Regions from separate parts of the Zea mays genome. Here region 1 is linked to region 2. The links are chromatin contacts, called in public Hi-C maps. All regions are on one chromosome and are shown on one strand. The core of a region is the stretch at or near the end of the contact, and the rest is flanking DNA. Distances in the headings are between cores, read along the strand shown.

The links. Hi-C and Micro-C count contacts between places; a contact is called where the count stands out from the background.
Region 1: a Hi-C map of bundle sheath shows a contact between it and region 2, with 3 times the contacts expected there. The contact joins the promoter of LOC100381872 here to the promoter of LOC100170236 in region 2. A contact is called at or near these places in 7 of 25 Hi-C or Micro-C datasets (bundle sheath, ear, endosperm and 2 more).

What each region holds. Positions count from the first base shown.
Region 1 is chr8:128,661,184-128,666,745 of Zm-B73-REFERENCE-NAM-5.0, reverse strand. It overlaps LOC100381872, which reads right to left and starts at 1,576. Exons shown (of 6, transcript NM_001174657.1): 1 at 1,400-1,576; 2 at 922-978; 3 at 617-820; 4 at 476-535. The coding sequence starts at 1,414.
Region 2 is chr8:128,504,418-128,509,909 of Zm-B73-REFERENCE-NAM-5.0, reverse strand. LOC100170236 (starch synthase IV) reads right to left here and starts at 3,379. Exons shown (of 16, transcript NM_001130118.1): 1 at 3,096-3,379; 2 at 2,491-2,599; 3 at 2,175-2,250; 4 at 1,161-2,088; 5 at 994-1,045. The coding sequence starts at 3,220. TRNAV-UAC (transfer RNA valine (anticodon UAC)) reads left to right here and starts at 5,180; the gene lies at 5,180-5,252.

The DNA.
Region 1 (5,562 bases), core at 327-2,826, 160 kb before region 2:
GTGAATATACATAGCCTCGGACCTGATCATGAGCCACCCAACCCGACCCGCCAAAAAAATCCGGCCCGACCCGATCCGATCCAACCAATGCAACAAGCGGGTACGGGCCATAATTTTTGACCCGCAACAATTCACGGATTGGGTACATGTCATGATTTTTAATCCAAAACCCGACCCAGCCCGAAAAAACCCAACCCAATCCGAAAAAACCCGACCCGACACGTCAAACAGTAGGCATGGGCCAACCCGACACTAGGCACGAGTCGGGTATGGGCCACGCTAAATAGCCAATGGCCCGACCTGACCCGACGTTTGAACAGGTCTCTCCTAATGAAACAATTTTTGACTTATTGGTTCATAAAAAGATGGTCACAAACAGCAACTTGTAATCAAGTAATCTCAGACATCATGACACCGATCCAACGATGTCTATCGTCTACACCATGACATTCATTATAACAGAAAATTCACTCACAGTCAAGTAAAGAGTCCACCAGAACAGCCATGAATCCTTCTTGTTCATCCGAGCGAGAGACTGCAGGGAACATTCAAGTTACAACCTGCAACAATTTCACACACGAATACAATTAACATCACAGGCAAAGCAGGCACAGACCTCCCCATCAAGGCATTCAAACTTCCACACACTGTTTCCGTCATCATCGATCTCATTCCACCACCGCAGCCCGACTAGTATCCTGCCACTGACGTTCTTCACCACCCAGAAGTCAAGCGCTGCGAGGAGCACCGTGATCACGAAGATGATGACGAAGCTCTTCACAAAGAGCGAGAATAGGATGTAGAAGGCTAGCGCCCCCGCCTTAGAGCGAACATATAAGAATTAGTAAGTGTTAAACCGTTACCCTATACCATAATTCGACGAAACACGATGTAAGATCCATGAGATAGCAAGCGGATTACCTTGAATAGCACATGGAAGAAGCATGTTATGGGATTGGCATAATTCTCGCTAACCACCTGAACAATGTTGACGCCATTATTTGTTTGGACGGATAATAATCAGATCTCAACTGAGCAGGGAATTTTATAAGCTAAAGAGCACCGACAGCCCGATCCATCCCAAGAAACCAATACAACTGCATCGTGCATCCTACTATCCCAGAAACTAAATATTGGTTCACTAATTCAGATCCCGTGCCACACCAAGCCCCTTTCACAGCCTAACTGAGATCCACGCGCCATTCCAAGCCTAAATGGATCCACCCGAATCCGAACCAGAACTCGCGAGCCATAATCCGAGAACCGACAACGGATATGGGGCAATTCCTAAGGCGAGATCAATTCCGAGGAAGATCGGGAACGCAGGAGAAAGCTCAGATTCAAACTTCCCCAGAGGATGGAGAGAAAAAAGACGGATGAACGAAATGGGAATACCCACCTGGCGTTGGTCCATGGATGCTTCGCGCTTCCTTCTGCGGCCACTGCCTCGCGCTCCGCTACCACCGTTGCTTGGACGCCACGATCCAACAAGGCGCGAAGCTTGGAGCTGGGATGTGCCTCTCTAGAGATGCAGGAGGCAAGAGCCAAGAGGTGAACTCAACTGGAAAAAGGCCAGGGCTGAATTGTGTTTCCCAAGCGTTTTACCATTTGCGTAAAGAAGAAAAGAAAAATGTACGGCAAGCTAAGGAGATGTTTCGTCTGTGTAGGAAATCGGAATTCACCCAGCAACTTTTTTTCATTAATCAAATCTTATATAAAATATACAAGAAATTCGGCTAGAAATCGTTTCGGATGTCCTTCGAATCGAAATAATTCTAATTTTTTTAATGCTAGACCCTATTGCCATAAGTGATTGATGAGTATGTCCACCCTACGTGAAGTTTAGCCCTCGATTTAGTTTACATAAAACAAAAAATATATTATTGTATTCGCTCCAAATTATAAGATATTTTAAAGATTTTTACGCACATAGTCTTTTATATATTATTGTTATATTTAGTTTGTAAAATCACTTCATGCTTTCGTGAGATGGTGTCACCCTTTGCATTATGTTAAACTCAATCCTCATGCATATACCAATAATCTGGGACGAATGAGATGATGATAGATTAATCTATATCATTCCAAAAACTAACAAAAGTGAGGAATAAAAAAAGATAACAAACTTATTGTCACACCCGGATGTAAGAGGTGTCGGCGTTTCGAGACCGGAGGGTCCCTAGGCCGACGAGTGAATGTCGCCGCGTGCCCCAGCCCAGATGGGTCGAGCGCGAGGGCGAGCGCGAAGAGGGGAGAGCGAGGCGGCCGGAGACCAGCGTGAGAGGGGTGGGAATCCCGCGGCCTTCGTGTTCGTCCCGCGCCCAGGTCGGGTGCGCTTGCAGTAGGGGGTTACAAGCGTCCACGCGGGAGAGAGAGCGAGCGGCTTCAAGCGAGCGCGTGTCTCGTCCTCGTCCCCGCGCGGCCCACCCTCTCTAAGAGGGCCCTGGTCCTCCCTTTTATAGGCGCAAGGAGAGGATCCAGGTGTACAATTGGGGGTGTAGCAGAGTGCTACGTGTCTAGCGGAGGAGAGCTAGCGCCCTAAGTACATGCCGTTGTGGCAGCCGGAGAGATTTTGGCACCCAGCTGGTGTGATGTCGTGGCCGTCGGAGGAGCGATGGAGCCTGGCGGAGGGACAGCTGTCGGAGCGGTTGAGTCCTTGCTGACGTCCTCTTGCTTCCGTATAGGGGCTGAGAGCCGCCGTCGTCACAGAGTATGCAGGGCGCCATCATTGCCTATCTGGCGAGGCGAGCCAGATGGGACACCGGTCTTGTTCCCTGCGGCCCGAGTCAGCTCGGGGTAGGGTGATGATGGCGCCTCCTGTTGACGTGGCTGGTCTGCGCCCTAGGTTGGGCGATGTGGAAGCTCCTCCGAAGCCGAGGTCGAGTCTGTCTTCCGTGGCCGAGGTCGGGTCCGAGCCCCAGGTTCGGGCGAGGCGGAGATCGTCGGCTGGTGCCGGGGCGGAGTCCGAGCCCTGGGGTCGGGCGAAGCGGAGTTCGTCGTCTTCTGGGGCCGAGCCCAAGTCCGAGCCCTGGGCCGGGCGAGGCGGAGATCGTCGTCTTCTAGGACTTAGCCCGAGTCCGAGCCCTAGGTCGGGCGGAGTGGAGTTCGTCGTCTTCTGGGACTTAGCCCGAGTCCGAGCCCTGGGTCGGGCGAGGCGGAGATCGCCGTCTTCCGGGACTTAGCCCGAGTCCGAGCCCTGGGTCGGGCGGAGTTCGCCGTCTTCCGGGACTTAGCCCGAGTCCGAGACCTAGATCGGGCGGAGTTCGCCGTCTTCCGGGACTTAGCCCGAGTCCGAGCCCTGGGTCGGGCGGAGTTCGCCGTCTTCCGGGACTTAGCCCGAGTCCGAGCCCTGGGTCGGGCGGAGTGGAGTTCGCCGTCTTCCGGGACTTAGCCCGAGTCCGAGCCCTAGGTCGGGCGGAGCGGAGCTTCCTATGGTGCCTTTGGCCGGGCCTGACTATCTGTCAGTCTCACTCTGTCAAGTGGCACCGCAGTCGGAGTGGCGCAGGCGGCGCTGTCCTTCTGTCAGGCCGGTCAGTGGAGCGGCGAAGTGACGGCGGTCACTTCGGCTCTACCGGCTGGGGGGCGCGCGTCAGGATAAAGGTGTAAGGCCACCTTCGCATTAAATGCTCCTGCGATTTGGTCGGTCGGTGCGGCGATTTGGTCAGGGTTGCTTCTTGGCGAAGGCAGGGCCTCGGGCGAGCCGAAAATATGTTCGCCGCTGAAGGGGGGCCTCGGGCGAGACGGAAATCCTCCGGGGTGGGCTGCCCTTGTCCGAGGCTAGGCTCGGGCGAGGCGTGATCGAGTCCCTCGAATGGACTGATCCCTGACTTATTCGCACCCATCAGGCCTTTGCAGCTTTGTGCTGATGGGGGTTACCAGCTGAGAATTAGGAGCCTTGAGGGTACCCCTAATTATGGTCCCCGACAGTAGCCCCCGAGCCTCGAAGGGAGTGTTTGCACTCGCTTGGAGGCTTTCGTCGCACTTTTTTGCAAGGGGACCAGCCTTTCTCGGTTGCATTTTGTTCCGGTGGGTGCGCGCGAGCGCACCCGCCGGGTGTAGCCCCCGAGGCCTCGGAGGAGTGGTTTCACTCCTTCGAGGTCTTAATGCCTTTCGTAGTGCTTCGGCTGGTCTGGTCGTTCCCTCATGCGAGCTGGCCGTAGCCCAGGTGTACGGTCGGGTCCCAAGTTCTCGGGCTGGTATGTTGACGCTGTCAACGGTTCGGCCGGAGCCGGGTTTGCGAGAGAAGCCCCCGAGCCTCTGCACAGAGCGAGAGGGCGGTTAGGGGCAGACTCGGCTTTTTTACATACGCCCCTGCGTCGCCTTTCCGCAAGGAGGAGGGGGGAAAGCGCCATGTTGCCCTCGATGGGCGCCGAACATGGTGTCTCCGATGAGCTGCAAGCGGGTAATCCGAGTGGACGTCCGTGCCCCGTTCGTTAGGGGTCGGCTAGGGGCCCAGAGGCACGCCCAAAAGTACCTGTGGGTGATCTGCCGGACCCGGTCCCCTGGCGACGGGGTCCGAGGGCTCGATGCCTCTCTCTGATGGGATTCCGTTACAAGATCGTTCCCGCTGGTCTCGGAAATGTCCTAGGGTACCTCGGGAGCGCAGCCCGAGCCTTGGTTATGTATCGAACGTACCCATGGTCATCCCTCACTCGGCGTCTGAGGCGGTTGTGAACCCTTCGGGGGCCAGCCTTCGAACCCCTGATCAGTAATGGGCGCGGAGCCCGAGTAGCCTGAGGCGGCCGTGGAACCCTTTCGAGGGGCCGGCCTTCGAACCTCTGACCAGTAGTGGGTGTAGGGCCCACGCGATCTGAGGCGGCTGTCGAACCCTTCCGGGGGGCCAGCCTTCGAACCTCTGATCAGTAGGGGGGCTCGGAGCCTGGTTCCTTCTCGGGGAAGGATCCTTTTCGGGGTATCCCCCTTTCCCGGTCCCTGTTGCAAGAGAGAGAAAGAGGAAAAAAGGAAAAGGATACGAAATCGAACGACGCGGCGTACCTTTTTTGACGTGGTCATCATGGCGAAGGCGAAGCGTCGCCCGCTTCTCCTGCCAGAGGCGCCGCCTGTCGAACCGGAGTTCCGTTTGTAATGGCACTTTGAATGCCGGTGTTTTTGTTCATTGTGGCTGTCGGGGCCTGAACATGTATGTATTTTCGGCACGGAGCCGTGTTTTTTCCTCATTTTCGAGCACCAAGACTCGCCTGCTGATTGTCTGAACCGCTTCACCAAGCGTGAGTCGCCCCGTGTAAAGGTGACGAGTGAGGTATCTGTATCCCGGAGGCGTAGGAGTCCCTCGGCTCGGTCGGCCTTGCCGCTTACGCACATTCTTACCCGTCCATGGGGCTCTGTTCCCGACGCAGTCGAGAAAGCTCGAGAAATCGCTTCGGCCGAAGAGCTTCCGAACGTGAAGACTTGTTCGGTCCACGGGATCACTTATCCGAACGTGAGTTACTTATCACAGAAGGTGATGAGTGAGGTATCCGTATCCCGGAGGCGTAGGAGTCCCTCGGCTCGGTCAGCCTTGGCTGCTTACGTGTACTCCGTCGTTTTCAGGATCCACTTTCG
Region 2 (5,492 bases), core at 2,130-4,629:
ATATACTCCAGCAGATGGAGGTCAATGCAACTCAACTTATTAAGTTAAAGTTTGTTTTTACAGCTCCAGTCAATTTAGTACTGAATCAACATCAAGTTTACGGCTTTATGGGCAACCACGTCTGAACAGCAACACATTTTCAACTGTATCAGATTCGTTGTTATACCCAATCAGCCCTTAAGATTCAGTCTGGAAAATACCTGAGGCGAAGCAACTTTACACTACTAATGAGTTGGAAAACACGTCTTAATACTCATTTGGTGTGCTCCCCTATTTGTCAACGATACTTCACTAACCAAGCCATTCCCATATCCAAATCCAATATTCTTTGGTACTCGATACTTTCTCTATAGTCTATATTACCAAAATGTTTTTTTCATAGTCGTGTATTGTCGTACCCGTATCGGAGATGCCTAGGTCTCCCTATTAGAACTTACTCCAGTTCAAATGGGGGACAGGAAGAGTGTTGATTTACGATGAACACTTCAACAGGACAACCATACCTAGAAAAATGTCTTTTCTGTTTGCACTTAGTTGTGAAAGGGCCTCTAGCCTCAACAGGACAACCATACCTAGAAAAATGTCTTTTCTGTTTGCACTTAGTTGTGAAAGGGCCTCTAGCCAATTGGTTACGTGGTCTGAGTACCATTCCTTAGGTTTTAGGTTCGACTCCCCAAGGGAGCGAATTTCAAGTTGTGGTTAAAAAATCATCTCGTTTGTCCCACCCCAAAACTCGGGCCCAGTCGCGGTCGTTCTCATATGGTCTACGGTATCGCTGCGTATGGGTGGGTGGGGCAGGGGTTCGGGGTTTTTCTCGACCTGCGTGAGAAGGTCTTCTTCTTAATGTAATGTCGTGGGGGCGGTCTTACCCCCGCATATCGATTTTTTTTTGCACTTGGTTTTTATGCAACATATTACGAAGAAATTTATTAACAAATGAGATAATGGGAACATATACACTTGATGAAAAACTGGATTAATAACAAGGATCACCTTTGCGACAGGAGCCATCTCTGCTGCTATGTGGACAATGTGCAAACCAGAACTGCAATGAATAATAAATAGTCAATCATACCAAACACAACAGGTTGATATTTTCTGAAGCAAAGTTGTTGTATAAACAGGTTTTCCCCTATTATTGGCAAAGGGGAAAGTGATACCTTGTTCCTGGTAGTGCCATCTTTAGAAAACTATCTATCAGTTCCCTCTCTTCCATTCCTCTGGATGACAAGTAAGCTTCCCGGAGGCGATTATCCCTTTTCCAAGCCATTTCTCTCAACATACTTGCATCATTAATGGATATTTTCTTCTCAAGCGACCACCCATCAATCAGAAGAGAGATCCTACTCCAGAACTCTGATGGCATGCCTTCTGCATAATGCTCCATTGACTTTTTCTCACTTTCATTTATTAGTTTGCTGAGAGTACCATGAAACTCCACTATTGAGTGTTCATAAAGTTCAATTTGTGAATGCATTTCATGATTACATGCTTGAAAGCGCTCTTCTACTGATTTTACCCTTTGCTGCAAAATATCAACCAAATAAAGACAGAACTCTGATACGTTTGTTGTTCCCAATGATGCTTTTAGTTTGTCAACCTTATCCTGGAAATCACGGTAACCATCTAGCGTCAAAGAAGCATGCTCCACTTGGTTTGCTGTGGAATCAAGCAAGTCTTCCAAATTTTCTACTTTCTCCCACCAGGCATCTTGTTGCAGAGGGCCAAGTTTCAACACATCAGATTGGGCAGAAGTGGATGTACACTCGAGCTCCCTAAGGGAAGCATTTAGAAGAGCACACTCTTTCTCCAACTTGAATAGACTCTCCTCTGTCTCAGTTATCTCAATAAGCTTTCCTTTTAGAAAATTCATCTCATCCTTCAGTAGCATATTCTCTTCCTTTACGACATCAAACTCCAGACTCTCTTCATCAGACTTTACTTCACTAGAAAGCACAGATTGTTTACCTGTTTCTGACAGTTTCATCTCTAAAATGTTTATCTTCTGTTGCAAAGTTTCTTTCTCTTTAAGAATTTTGTCAGCACGTTCCAATGCTTGAAGACGAGCTTGATTCAGAAGCAATATATCTAACCAAATAAAATTTGAAATTAAAGTTCATTATATGCACATATCGTACAAAAAATAAGAATATTCAGAGGAAGGAATCTCCTACTCTTCTGGGTATTCTGTATCATTCCTACCAGATCTTCCAGTTGAATGTCTAGTAGGCCATTTTCATCTTCAGACATCTGCCGCAAAGAGATCAAAACAGAAATGCTTAAAAGAAAAAACAGTGAATAAACTAATATAGAAAAGTAGAAGAGTATTGATATTTCTAATGACGTTAGTTTTAAAATTGACAGTTGCAGTGTAAGAGTAAGAATTAAAAACATATGAAACATGGAAAAAATACTCAGTGTCAAACACTATAGATTATAAAACATCTTATCTTATGGAAGACAAAATTGCTAAAGAATTTGCTGCAGTACCTGTTTCTGTTCTTCATCAATGGAAGCTGATGCTCTATCTCTCTGAATGCTAGCCCTGTTACGATGGTTAGCACTAGGTGCACTCTTCTGATGAGGGTGCACACCAGTCCTAACACAAGAAAATGGAAGCTTGATACATACACGATACATAATTTTCAAATTCTAGAAACTAAACGTTGTACATAACATACAGCAATGTTTAGAAATGGGCAGAACAGTGACATCAATCAAACATGAACCTCAGCAGCGCAAAATTGAGCGAAAAAGATGCAATCATGTTTTCAGAACAAAAATTATTTTGGCACAAATGTTTACAAATAAATAGAACAGTGCGTTCATACATGACAGTGGTGTTCAAAGAGACTGCAAACGGCCATTTCTTAAACATATAAAAAGAAAAAGACAAGCACGGTTGACGACTCCCGTAGTTTGCAGCCACTGCAAAGTGCGCAAATAACGTAGTACAACAATACGATTCAATCCATGACCCGGGGATCGCCAAGCCCACCCCAACGCTCCAATGTCACATGCAATACCCCGAACACATGATGAGCACCTTCCACACGAAGCTCCTTCGGAAACACTCGGGTATAAAAGCAACCCACCTGAGGTTTCGGCGCGAAGTCCGGCGAGACATAGCGAGGCGGTGACGCCCGACGATCGTGGACGGAGCGGCGCTGCGGAACAGGAGAGCGGTGGCCTCGGCGCCCGCCGCCGCCGAGCACGACATGGGAAGCCGAGGAGGATGGGGTTGCAGGGTAAACGGAGTGGAGCTCGAGGCGGCCGCGTCGGGGTTCGCGTGGGCGGCGGTTGGAAAAAGCGGAGTGGATGTGTGGGCTGGGTCGCGTGGCCGTGCACGTGCAGTGGGTCTGGGGCGGAAGGCGTGGGCGGCGGGTGTCCCGTGCGCTCTGCGCTGCGCGCGGAAGGCGGAGGAAGGAGAGCCAGAGGCGGGGCGCGGGACTAATCTGGCTGCCAGGGCCCGTTGATCGGGAGGCGTGGGGCACAACGGCTGCAGTGCGGTACGAGTCATACTAAAGAAGACGTGTCAATTAAAGGAGACTGTACCTGTATACAAGTTCTCTTTACCTCGTTTCTTATCTGTTTCTTATATATAGATGTCCAAACGGGCGGTCCGGTACAAGCCCGTTAGGTCCGACAGATAATCGAACCGTGTTTGGCTTGTTTAATTTGTCCATGTTATCCCATTAAATCAGAAAAATGACAAAAAAAATTGTACGTAATAGGGCATGTAAGAGACTAACCAGTAAAACTCTAGTACATTTATTGTAAATAGCAAATATAAAATCTAAATATATATACATTATGTTTTATAAAATAAAAAATATAATTGTGTCGAATCGGGTCGGCACTGTGGGCCGAGGCAGCGGCCCAAGAACGGCACGGCTGTCGTGCCATGCCCAGCCCGGCACTATTAAATGGGCCGTGATTCGGACCGGCCCGTCAAAAACGACCCATTTAGCCATCTATATTCGTATATATCAAAACTCATATTTAAATTTTACACATACGTAATTATCATATGAGTCATTTGTGTCATTTTTAAAAGTATTTTCTATTTATGCGATCCGACGGGTTCAAAAATTTAAAAATGTTTTTCCTTTCTAAAATAGTCATATAGATGTGAATTAGTGAAATCTTTATTATTCGCATATAAATAGTCCTCCAAACCTTTATAGGCATTACAAGTATTTCTTACACTGCCAATAGTTTCACAAGTGCTCTAACCAAACAACTTTGAATTTTTATCATAGCTCATAGCAGGTTTTACACAGCCCACAACGCACATCTCACAATAACTTCTATAAAAACCACAGGCCATCCAATCTAGACTAAATAGACAAAAGGTGAAGTGGATTTATCGTATCATAGATTATAAGCAAATTCATCATATTATCTCTCTATATATAAATAGAAACATCTGCATATTAAAATGATCAAACATTAAACACACACATATATGTATTATCATCTATTGTTAGAGTATCCTTACCAAAAAACGTAAAAAGTATAAAACACCATTTTGACATTGTATTGTAGATAGAGTGAAGTTTTAAATAGCTTATGAAATAAATTCTAAGATAGCCTTAGCTGTCAAGATTCTTGAACGAATGTTATATACTTTTTGAAGCAATAACAAAGGAAGCATCGATATTAGTAGATTACTACACATCAAATTCTATCTGATCAATTTGTTAACTTTTATTACATATCCACCTATAGTTAGGTTATATTAATGATAGAGTGATTTCTTGTACATATCATTTTCTAAATAACCAAACCTCATCGTGTCAAAATTAGCATGTGCTTATTAACTATATAATCCATACTTCATTAAAGCATCAGTTTTGTGCGTCACTCAAAGCACGTAAACTAGATCAATTTTTCTTCCTCATGTCTTGACCAAATCGTATTTTTTTCAAAAAAAATGAAAAATTTAAATTCACATTTAAAATATATTATATATTAAACAATATCACAGTAAAAACTAATAATTATTATGAATTTTTTAAATAAGACGAGCCAATTAAACTTAGACTAATAAGTCGAATGAATTATAAATTAAAATAGAGAAAACATTTTTATGGGGAGAGTTGTGTCTTCGTTGCTTTGGAGTGGGCTGGGCTGGACGTAAATATATATTATCAAAACTGTATGAATATACGTCAAAGTTGCTGTGGTGTAGTGGTTATCACGTCAGTCTTACACACTGAAGGTCTCCAGTTCGATCCTGGGCAGCAACATTTTTTTCTGTTTTATATATAGTTTTTTTTTCTCGCTCCATGTTGAGTTGTTGACTTCGTCTCCTTTCCTCCGCACATTTTTTTTCTTCACATCTCGTTCCACGCTACAGGGTCGAGGCTCAGGCCTTGTTCGTTTGTGTCAGATTGGTGGATCAGAACGATTCCGAACCGGATTGCTTCTCTAATTTATATAAACTTTGATTAGTTGGAACGATTCTGGGTGCAATCCGACACAAACGA